Linked DNA regions of Mus musculus: region 1 is linked to region 2. The links are chromatin contacts, called in public Hi-C maps. All regions are on one chromosome and are shown on one strand. Each heading gives the region's core, a stretch centred on a gene start, on an enhancer-like site or on the middle of the called end of the contact. The rest is flanking DNA. Distances are from core to core; before and after follow the strand shown. Region 1 overlaps Gm31596 (a long non-coding RNA gene). Region 2 holds the start of Ptgfr (prostaglandin F receptor).

Region 1 (4,674 bases), core at 169-2,668, 54 kb before region 2:
ATGCTTGTCTCCAGATAGTTTAAACTGAGATTAGGATTAGGCCATCATTTTCACCTCTGCCCATTTACATCCATGTATTCACATAAAACAGTGCAGAGTTATTTTCTACATGTAAAGCTGCCACAGAAGTGCAGTCGAAGCTATGACCTCTGTATTAGACTGAACCCTGACTGACAGGATTCCTCTACAAGTCCTTTCAGGGTTAAGTAAGAGCATCAGCCTCTGAAGCCATCATTTCTGCTCTACAAGGCCAGGGTAGCAGTACTGCTTTCTCTGGTTCTTGTCAATGAATCCTGAAGAGGGCTCCTTGATGTTGGCTATATTTTTCTACCATTTTTCTTGCCCATTCTCTTTTAGCTTTTTACCCCAGGAATTTGGTCTGACAAATGTCTCCACTTCTGTCATTGACCCACCAGTAATGTTGATGGTCCCATTTTTAAAGCTAGGATGTACTATTATTCTGAGTATGTGATTTTGAGCCTACAAAGGTAACCCAAGAGTATGGTGGCCTCATCCTTTAGAACCCAGTCATCCAATTACTCCAGTGATTGACTTGAGGGGACACTGCCCTGTGCTAGGATGGGTTTCTTCTGTCTAAGTGACAGTTTCTGACCTGAGCTGGGGTTACTGTTGATATTCTTAATGGCTTCATCTTGAACATTTTATTCAACATTCCTTTGTATTGTTTTGCCTGAAATGTTGAAACACGTAAAGTTTTTAATTCAACGGGCACTTACTGAATACACACTGTGCCTCCGATGCTAGGCTGGACTGAGAACGATCCATGAGACATTTCCAGCACCTTCAAGCTATCCCCCTTCATCCTCTGTTGTAGATGAATGAACCCAGTATCTAAAAGTGACCAGACTACTACATAGTGGAGCTGGGCTTGAGAGTCCAGGTCTTTCTGATTGGACCACAGAGCTCTGGTTCCCTTTTTTTTGTTTCACGGGGCTTCTTAGCATGGATGCTACCACAACCTAGAGCCAATGACGACTTTAGGATCCCACAGCAACATTTGGCATTGCTTAAAGCTGACGTCTAATGATTAACTGAGAGGCTGTTCCTAACACTGCCAGTGTCAGTAGAAGTCTGTAAGATTTATGAGACCTGAATGCTAAAAGGCAACTCTCTGAGCAAGCTGGTGCCTGCCCCTGCTTCCTAACTCCAAGTGCAGAGGGAAGAAAGAGTACTTTTTACAACTTAATTTTCTAAGTGACTCAGACATCTTTGGGGGCTTCTTATTTTGTCTGTTTTCTTGAGCCCTCTAAGGACTAACATGCTGGAGAAGGACGGTGATTGTTTCCAGATGCTGGGCTTTGATTGCAAGGAGAGTCGGAACAGCCAAGCAGCGGTGGGGCTGGCCTTGCTGAGTGGAAAATATTCATGCACCACCAGGGAACCCTGCCAAGCCTCTTGCGATGTTTTATTTGTATTGATCTGTGCTTGGCTCAGCCGGCTCAGCCTGAGGTTTTGGGGCTGATTAGAATGACTAGGCAAAAGAACTTGGGTGTTCTTTCTTTTCTCTATGAGCCCTTAGTATGGAACAGATGAATTATTGATTCATCTATACGCATTTAGGTAAGAGATTGAAAAGAATGCACTTTTAGGAATATACTAAGTATCTTAAATTGAATACATTGAGAGAAAAACGAAAACCTCAAAAGAAATTCTGAGAGCTGAAAGAAACTTTTCTCCTCTTAAAGGCCTCATGTAACTTGAAGAACCGACAGATTCACAACCAAGTCATATTAATTTGAAATTTTTACCTTTTGCTTTGAAAACCATGGTTTACTAGTTTCTGTTACCATGGAAACTCCTGGCCCTCACAGAGGATAGGCTTGGATTTCTTGCAGCAGTAACTGCTCAGCAGGTCTTCCCATCTCTCTGAGTTTCTAAGGAGGAGGACATCATTGGAGCTCTCAAAGTTTCCCCTACCCTAAAAATTTTCATTCCCACCAAAAGTGTTCAAAGATCCTTTATTCACACCCTCATTGATACACAGTTTTTATCCTTTTGTAGCTATTCTGGCTACAGTGAGATAATATTTTACTGGTTTTTTTTTGTTTGTTTGTTTTTTGTTTTTGAGGAATTTTGGGGTTTACTAAGACAGTCATGGATTTAAGCACAGGAGTTGAGAGAGAGAGAGAGAGAGAGAGAGAGAGAGAGAGAGAGAGAGAGAGAGAGAGAACACAGACTTAGTGAGAATTACACAGCAAAGATGTGGGTGGCATTCTTAAAAGATTCACAAAACATTGTCTAACTGTTAATTGACACTGCTAAGTTTCTTAAATCATTGTCTTCCCCTTTCCTTTGACCTTTCTTCTCTGTGGGCAGCCTGTTTTGGATGAATGCGGCTTCCTCCGGAGACCCAGTAGAAAACTCTACAAGGGACAAACCACTGACCCACATTCCCAAGACAGATGCCTGACACCACAGAGCTTCCAACTCCATAATTCTGTGACTATCAGTCACGCAGACAAAGCACCAAGCTCCTAGCGTTCTAGCTAGACTCCACCCTCACAGTTACCTGACTATAGCCAGGTGTGCTCTGCCCCATAGTTGCCGGGCAACAGCAAGGTAGCCCAGCCCACTATAAAAGGAGCTGCTTGGCCCCTCTTCTCTTTTTTTAAGCTCTCACTTTTCTTACTCTCTTCTCTAGCCATCCTTCTCTCCCTCCCTTCCCCCCTTCTCTCCACGTGGCCATGGCTGGTCTTCCTCTTTCTACCTTCTCTCTTTCTCCCTGCCTTTCTACAATAAAGCTCTAAAACCATAGACTGTCTCGGCCCTCCATACTTGAATGATGGAATAAGCTTTCCCCTAACGAGCTGCGTCTAACCTCCCGCCAGAAGACCTTCCTGAGCTCCAGCCACTGATGGGACCAAGGACTCTTGCCTGCGCGGGAACCACCCCTCTCTCCCCTTTGGCCCTGGGGACTACAGAGCCACCCCTGGTAGCCACCCCCATTTTGTTATCAGCTCTTCCATGGTGTCCAGTGGCATCTGGGATGCCCGAGACTGAAAACCTGTTATCTCTGGTCTCTATAAGGCCCAGAGACCTTGAACTGCCTCTTGTCCAACCCGCTCGGGCTGGGTCCATAGCTTCCCACAGTCAGACACCCACCCGGAGCCATGTGGTAAGCATGCCCCAGTTCTCCGCGTCTGCCTGCCCAGAGCACTGGAACTCTGGCAGGACGCGGGTTTTCTCCCACTCCCTTTATTCCCCTACACCCGTTGCCCTACACTTCTCTTTCTTTTTCTGTGGTAATAAATGAGCTCACGCTGGTTGCTAGGGGCACTGGAGAGGGTTAAAGTCTGATGAAACACAGGTCACAGGAGTCCAAGGAATCCTCACTGCAGCAGGTCACAAGAAGTTGAAGCTTCTATTTTGACTGTAAACAAGGCTCCTGCTCTTGTGTGCGAGAGTCTCAGAAAGTCACAAGGTTACAGTTGGTGAAAGAATAAGCTTATACTCAAAGGTCACATATATTTAGACCTTAAGCATAGTTCAATGCATTTTTTACATGATTACTTGAAAAAATCTTGAGAAAAAGGAAATTTTTCTTTATGTGCAATCGCCAAAGCAAACTTTGTTAGTTGTGTGAAAATCCTTGCCTCTCAACTGCTGAGAAACTTTAGTCTGAGTCTTGGATGAGCTATTTCTTTATTGATTAATATTCAATTATTATCCTTTCTATGTCCAATTCATTTCCTATTGTTCAATACTGCCTCAGTTTCCCTCCCTGAGACTTGGATATAATCTTAAGGGAGTGTGCAGACTGAAAGTCATTTTCCACTGTTGAGCAACGACAAAGTTCTGCCTATGCAGGAATCCAAAGTCTTGATCTGTCTGACCTAAGGGGACAGTAGAGAATCTAAATGTGGAGACAGAGTCAGCATTTGGTAGGAATCTCACAGAGAGGGTGTCAGTACCTGGAAGCATCAAGCCACTTAAATAACAAGCAGGCAGTAGTTTTTATGACTCATTTTAAGATTTGTACTCAAAATAACAGTTTTCTATGATGGTGTACCTAAGAACCATTGTGTTAGCCAAGCTTTATAGCTTAAGGCAGAATCTGACAGAGATCTGTGAATGTAAATCTGAAAGGACTAAGGACAGGCACTTTGTCCCATTTGTCAGGTATATATTGAAAGACATTCTATCTTGTTGATGGCAGAGTTCTCCTACCGCAAGGATAGCCATTAACAGAATGTCATCCTCATTATAATAACTTCTGCATATAGCAATGAAACCCTTTGGCTATATAAAAAGAGAATTATGGAAAGGACAAAATGACTAAGATTGTTAACTGCGAGTGAAGAGAGCTCCTCTGAGAAATGATAACGAAGCAATGTAAGTCATAACGTAGGGGTGTAACTATTGCTAACGTTATATACTCAACTAAGACATTAATATTTTAACGATGTAAATGTGGTCATATGTTATAGTACACACATTTGGTGTTTTTTTTTTTTTTAATGTCTGCCATATTTCACTGAACAGTCTCCCGTTCCCATGATGTGGCAAATCACCGGGTGACCAGATTTCATGCTTTTTATGTCCAAGTACTATTTTCTTATACATGGGTGGTGTTGTGAACACTTGGCCTTTCTTGGCTAACATGAGTAGCGTGAACAAAAACAGGGGCAATGATGCACCATTAGCTCACCATTT
Region 2 (4,877 bases), core at 510-3,009:
AATGAGATATATTTTAAAAAGGCTGGTCAGCCTCTCATCTTCAGCTCTTCTGTTTTTGCCTGACGGCTTTTCTTTCTGTGGATTAACCCGTTTTGTAGCACTGTCTTTGGGGACTAGGAACTGGGAGTCAGATTAGGGTGGCACATAGGCCTGGGAGCAACATTAAAAGTTGTTCATTGTTCACTTTTTGAGAGCACCTTGCCCTGCTAATATTAATATGTCTAGTTTGTCTGAACTATGTGTTGGTTAAGGAATGGGGTTCTAAAGAGGGAATTCCAATAACAGATGCAGAATAGATTGAAGAAATGATGCAATTCCGGTAGTGCTTTGGAAAAGAAATCACAATTGCCTTGGTTTTATTGAGTGCTACAATTTGACATTGAATGAGCAGGCTGGTTCCTTCCCACCCAGTTCCACAGCACTGGTGTGAGATGCCCCTGTCTCCAAGCTGCAGAGATTCCCAAATCGAAATCTGGCTCTAGAATTCACTACTTCAAAGATTTGGTGAGAACAGGGGAATGACAGAGAAGACCCCCCCCCCCCCCATAGAGGGCCATTTCCACGAGAGAAACACAAGGAAAACCATCAACACACTGAGCTGCAACCAAGGACTGTTAATCATTAAAGGAAAGAGTGGCACTCCGTGTCACATTTTCAGTGTGGCTTGTGACAGGGTTGTTCTTTGGATACTGGCCATCCCGGGACACAGCATTTTCCAACTAATCAAAACATTGACCTCTCTGACCATACCCAAGTCACAGTTTAAACACGCTATGATAATATCAATTAAAACTGCTCTGTCTCCACCACAGGGGGAGAGTGTGCAGCCGGACTTTTCTACAGTTAATGGCTAATTTATTTTATCTTGCCTTTGCACTTTATGAGCCCTTTCGATCTTCAGGAATTTGGAAGCACCTTCTGGCTCTGGAATGGAGAAGCAGATTCCAGAACTCTTTACACAGCTAGTGACAACCTTTTGCTAGGGCCAGAAGGGAAATCGAGGTAATAGGGGCACACAAGTGCTGCGCTGGAAATGACATATTCAGAGGTGTGGATGTTATTAGCTAAAAAACAATCATAGTGAAAAGAACTCACATTGTACAAGTTCACACAGCACTATACGTTTAACAAGCTCAAATAACAGTTCTTAATGAAAAATGAGCGCGCCTTTACTTGAACACAAAGTACATTTTACAAAATCTATAAGGTGTATATCCTTTGTTGTGGATGTCACTAGAAATTCTCTCAAGGACTTCGAAGCTCCCAAAAGGTCTCGAATCCCAGGCCAGCAGGTGCTTAAGAACGCAGCTCTCACTTCCCTTTATACTCTTACCCGGCTTGCACTCCAGTGACAGTGGAGCCTAAGGCTGTTCCTCTTACAGCAGTTGCCCAGAACTTCTAATTCACTCCCTGTGGATATCTGCTAGAAGTTCTCTTTCAAACTGGCAGACCTTTACCCAGATTTCCGCGTCCCTTTTTGGTTGGACCTGGAATTAATTCATTCCCCATAAGCTGTACCCGACAATCCCACACACCAGGCTCTAAACATGCCTTGGTTTTCCTTGTTTCTGTCTTGAAGCTTCGGAAATGACCTCTTTCATTTGGAAACGAGTTTAAAGCAAAACTTTCCGTAGTTGCCTGGTGGCTAAAAGCGTTGTCTTCTGCTGCTCGGTGGCCAAAGCATCAGAGGACCGTGCAGCAGCCTCACCCTGTGCGGGCAGAGAAAGTGGGCGGAGAGGAGAGAGACGAGGAAGGGGCGGAGGTCACCCAGCCCTCCACCCTGCAGAGGCTGGGAGCATCTCTAGGTGCTCTGGAGTTCAGGACACAATAGGTCCTGCGGGTGATCCAGTGCTCAGAAGTGTCCTAGGGAGGAAAGAGAGGTGGAACCCGAGGTTGCGGCTGCGCAGGGCTGGTTGCGCCATGGAACACCGGGCTCAGCGCTCTTCTGCTCCGGACACAACCACTCAGTGGCTCAGGATGCCGAGGTAAAAACCCCGTGGCTGCATTCCCACGGCCGGATTCCCACGGTCCCTGGATTCTCCAGCTGAACCCAGGGTTGATAAACTCCGGTGGCAACAGCTGCAGGGGTCCCGCTGGAGAGCACTATAGGCTGAGACTGGCAGGGATTTTGGACCCAATTCGTGGTGTGCTATGAGGAAAGAAGGGCTTGGGGGCTTCACTGTAAGGATGGGGCTCAGTAGCAAGGATTTCCACCACCCTCAGGAGAGAAGCACGCACACAGGGCTACCCCTTTCTTTCCCTGAGATTCCCTGCTGGCTGCACTACATGGTCCTTACCCCGGCTGCCGCAGACCTTTGGCGCCCCCCAGGGTGGGAGGGAAAAGAACTCTCCGGAGTTTGAGAAATTGCAAAAAGTTTCAGCAAGTTGGTTAGGTTTAGAGGCAATGTTGCAAGCTGAGGCCCCTTGGGGTGTGGGCTTTGCAACTGTCGAAAGTAGAAATGTGAGTAAGACACCGAGGGGGCAGCCAGCCTCTTTCCTTCAGGCACCTAAAGCCTCTGGGCTGTCAAATCCCCAGCCTCCGGGAAAGCTGCTCTGGGAAAACAATCTAATTATCCAGTGGTGTGGTCCTGAAGCTAGCACGGACTTAGGACTCAACACATTAGGGGCAAAAAACCCAAACAGCAAACAGTACAGCATTTCTCACTGGAGGCTACAGTAACCTGACAGCACCCTTCCTCATCTTGGTGCAGGGATTTCTGCCCCGTGAAAGAAGGCTAGATCAGAAATCACAGCCTCAACACTCTTCCATGAGTCAAAGTGTGACTGAGTGTGAGGTGTGTGTGTGTGTGTGTGTGTGTGTGTGTGTGAGAGAGAGAGAGAGAGAGAGAGAGAGAGAGAGAGAGAGAGAGATTGATTCTGTTTGTTGCCCTTTCATGACCTTGGCTTTATGACCAGCAGGTGGATCAAGTACTTGGGGAGGGGTCAATGTCCCACAGAGAAAAGAACAGGATTTTAAAGGATTAGTTATTTCAATAGATTGCTATGCGTTAAAAACTCCATTGGTTTGAAATCTAACCTTCTTAGTGCTTTAGTAAGACTTCAAATGATTCAAGATGTCAAGGATACATCAGGATGGCTTTTTTTTTTTTTAGATTTCTCTCTCTCTTTCTAGGGAAGTGAACTGATGGTGTCAGTTTGGGCGGTATCTTTATCTTGAAAGAGAGACAACCAGAACAGATGCATGCTGGCGGCAGGGTCCTGCAACCTGACTTATGATAGGCTGGGCAAATCCACCCCATCCCAGGGTGCTGAGGCACTTGGTTCTAAATGTCAGATGACTGACTGGTAATTAGGTCTTTATAATTCCTGTCCTGTATGCTACAGATGTCTGCACTCCGAGACTGCACAGTTGTGACAGAGAGATGACTTGAGGGGACAGCTTTTACCTCCACAACAATGTCTATGAACAGTTCCAAGCAGCCAGTGTCTCCTGCAGCTGGACTCATCGCAAACACAACCTGCCAGACGGAGAACCGGCTTTCAGTATTTTTTTCTATCATCTTCATGACAGTGGGGATCTTATCGAACAGCCTGGCCATCGCCATTCTCATGAAGGCCTACCAGAGATTTAGACAGAAGTCAAAGGCTTCCTTCCTGCTTTTGGCTAGTGGCCTGGTGATCACAGACTTCTTTGGCCACCTTATCAACGGAGGCATAGCTGTCTTTGTATATGCTTCTGATAAAGACTGGATCCGCTTTGATCAGTCAAACATCCTGTGCAGTATTTTTGGAATCTCCATGGTCTTTTCTGGCTTGTGCCCACTTTTTCTAGGCAGTGCGATGGCCATCGAGAGGTGTATAGGAGTCACCAATCCTATATTTCACTCTACGAAGATCACATCTAAACACGTGAAAATGATCCTGAGTGGTGTGTGCATGTTTGCTGTGTTCGTGGCTGTGCTGCCCATCCTTGGACACCGAGATTATCAAATCCAAGCGTCCAGAACCTGGTGTTTCTACAACACAGAGCACATCGAAGACTGGGAAGACAGATTTTATCTCCTGTTCTTTTCTTTCCTCGGACTCTTAGCTCTTGGTGTTTCCTTCTCGTGCAATGCCGTCACGGGAGTCACACTCTTAAGAGTGAAGTTCAGAAGCCAGCAGCATAGGCAAGGCAGATCTCACCACCTGGAGATGATCATTCAGCTCCTGGCCATAATGTGCGTCTCCTGCGTCTGCTGGAGTCCCTTTCTGGTAAGATCCTACAGGGTGGGTGCTTTCTGCTCTCCTGGGTTTATCTATTGATGTGTGCAGTTTGTTTCCATTATAAGGGTTTCTGGTCTAGAATGTCAACCCTTTAAATGCTAAAACTGACTTCAGTGCTCAGCTCTGGCTTAGAGTTTAGTTGTGTTTGATCCACCGGTTTGTTTTTCTATAGGTCCCAGTGAAAAGAAATGTATTTCTGAACAGGTGTAGCCATACTCTTTCCTGCTTCCATGTGGCATAGTGTCAAGTAACACAAGTAGTTTTGACATACTGGGTGTTATCTTCGAAAATGTTAGAATGAGTGGCTGTGTTAGCCCATTGAGTCAGGTAGACTCAATACCATAGAAAGCGATACAGATTTTCATCTGCAGACAGAGGAGAACAGTTGTGGGGTTGTTCTTAATGTAAAGACGAAGTCACAGCTTGCCAACTCTGGGGATGAGCTGAGCTAACAGAGAGCTTAGCCAGCCCTGGGTAAGGAAGACAAGAAGATATCATTTGTTCACTGAGGCCAGGGCATTGCGGACACGTGGGGAGAAGTCTGACTGGCAGGGAGCTCAGACATCAGACATTCGTGAGTGTACAACTTTCATTCCTTTAAACGCTCTGTAGTCAGCAGGCACCTGTGGCAGCCTGGCATTTAATCTGGA

What was found. A called contact is a pair of places that touch in the nucleus more often than the background predicts.
Region 1: a Hi-C map of uterus shows a contact between it and region 2, with 6 times the contacts expected there. The contact joins the enhancer-like site here to the promoter of Ptgfr in region 2. A contact is called at or near these places in 9 of 39 promoter capture datasets (the 3T3-L1 cell line, 3T3-L1-derived adipocytes, cranial neural crest and 4 more), 1 of 15 datasets of contacts at CTCF or cohesin (the NIH/3T3 cell line), 24 of 484 Hi-C or Micro-C datasets (the 3T3-L1 cell line, 3T3-L1-derived adipocytes, the C2C12 cell line and 8 more), 4 of 115 datasets of contacts at active chromatin or transcription factors (heart atrium, liver and neural progenitor cells) and 2 of 9 other capture datasets (adipose tissue and liver).

The regions. Positions count from the first base shown.
Region 1 is chr3:151,888,580-151,893,253 of GRCm38.p6, reverse strand. All of the region lies in intron 2 of Gm31596 (a long non-coding RNA gene), which reads left to right. Among named protein-coding and RNA genes, the nearest start is that of Gm31596, 21 kb to the left of the region's middle. Within about 2 kb of position 1,418, at least 120 of the 459 cell types and tissues checked have an H3K27ac peak or open chromatin away from gene starts, as enhancers often do. A contact at or near this core is called in the NIH/3T3 cell line, adipose tissue, adipose-derived mesenchymal stem cells and 5 more, where this site is marked.
Region 2 is chr3:151,834,410-151,839,286 of GRCm38.p6, reverse strand. Ptgfr (prostaglandin F receptor) reads left to right here and starts at 1,759. Exons shown (of 3, transcript NM_008966.3): 1 at 1,759-1,985; 2 at 3,346-4,215. The coding sequence starts at 3,418.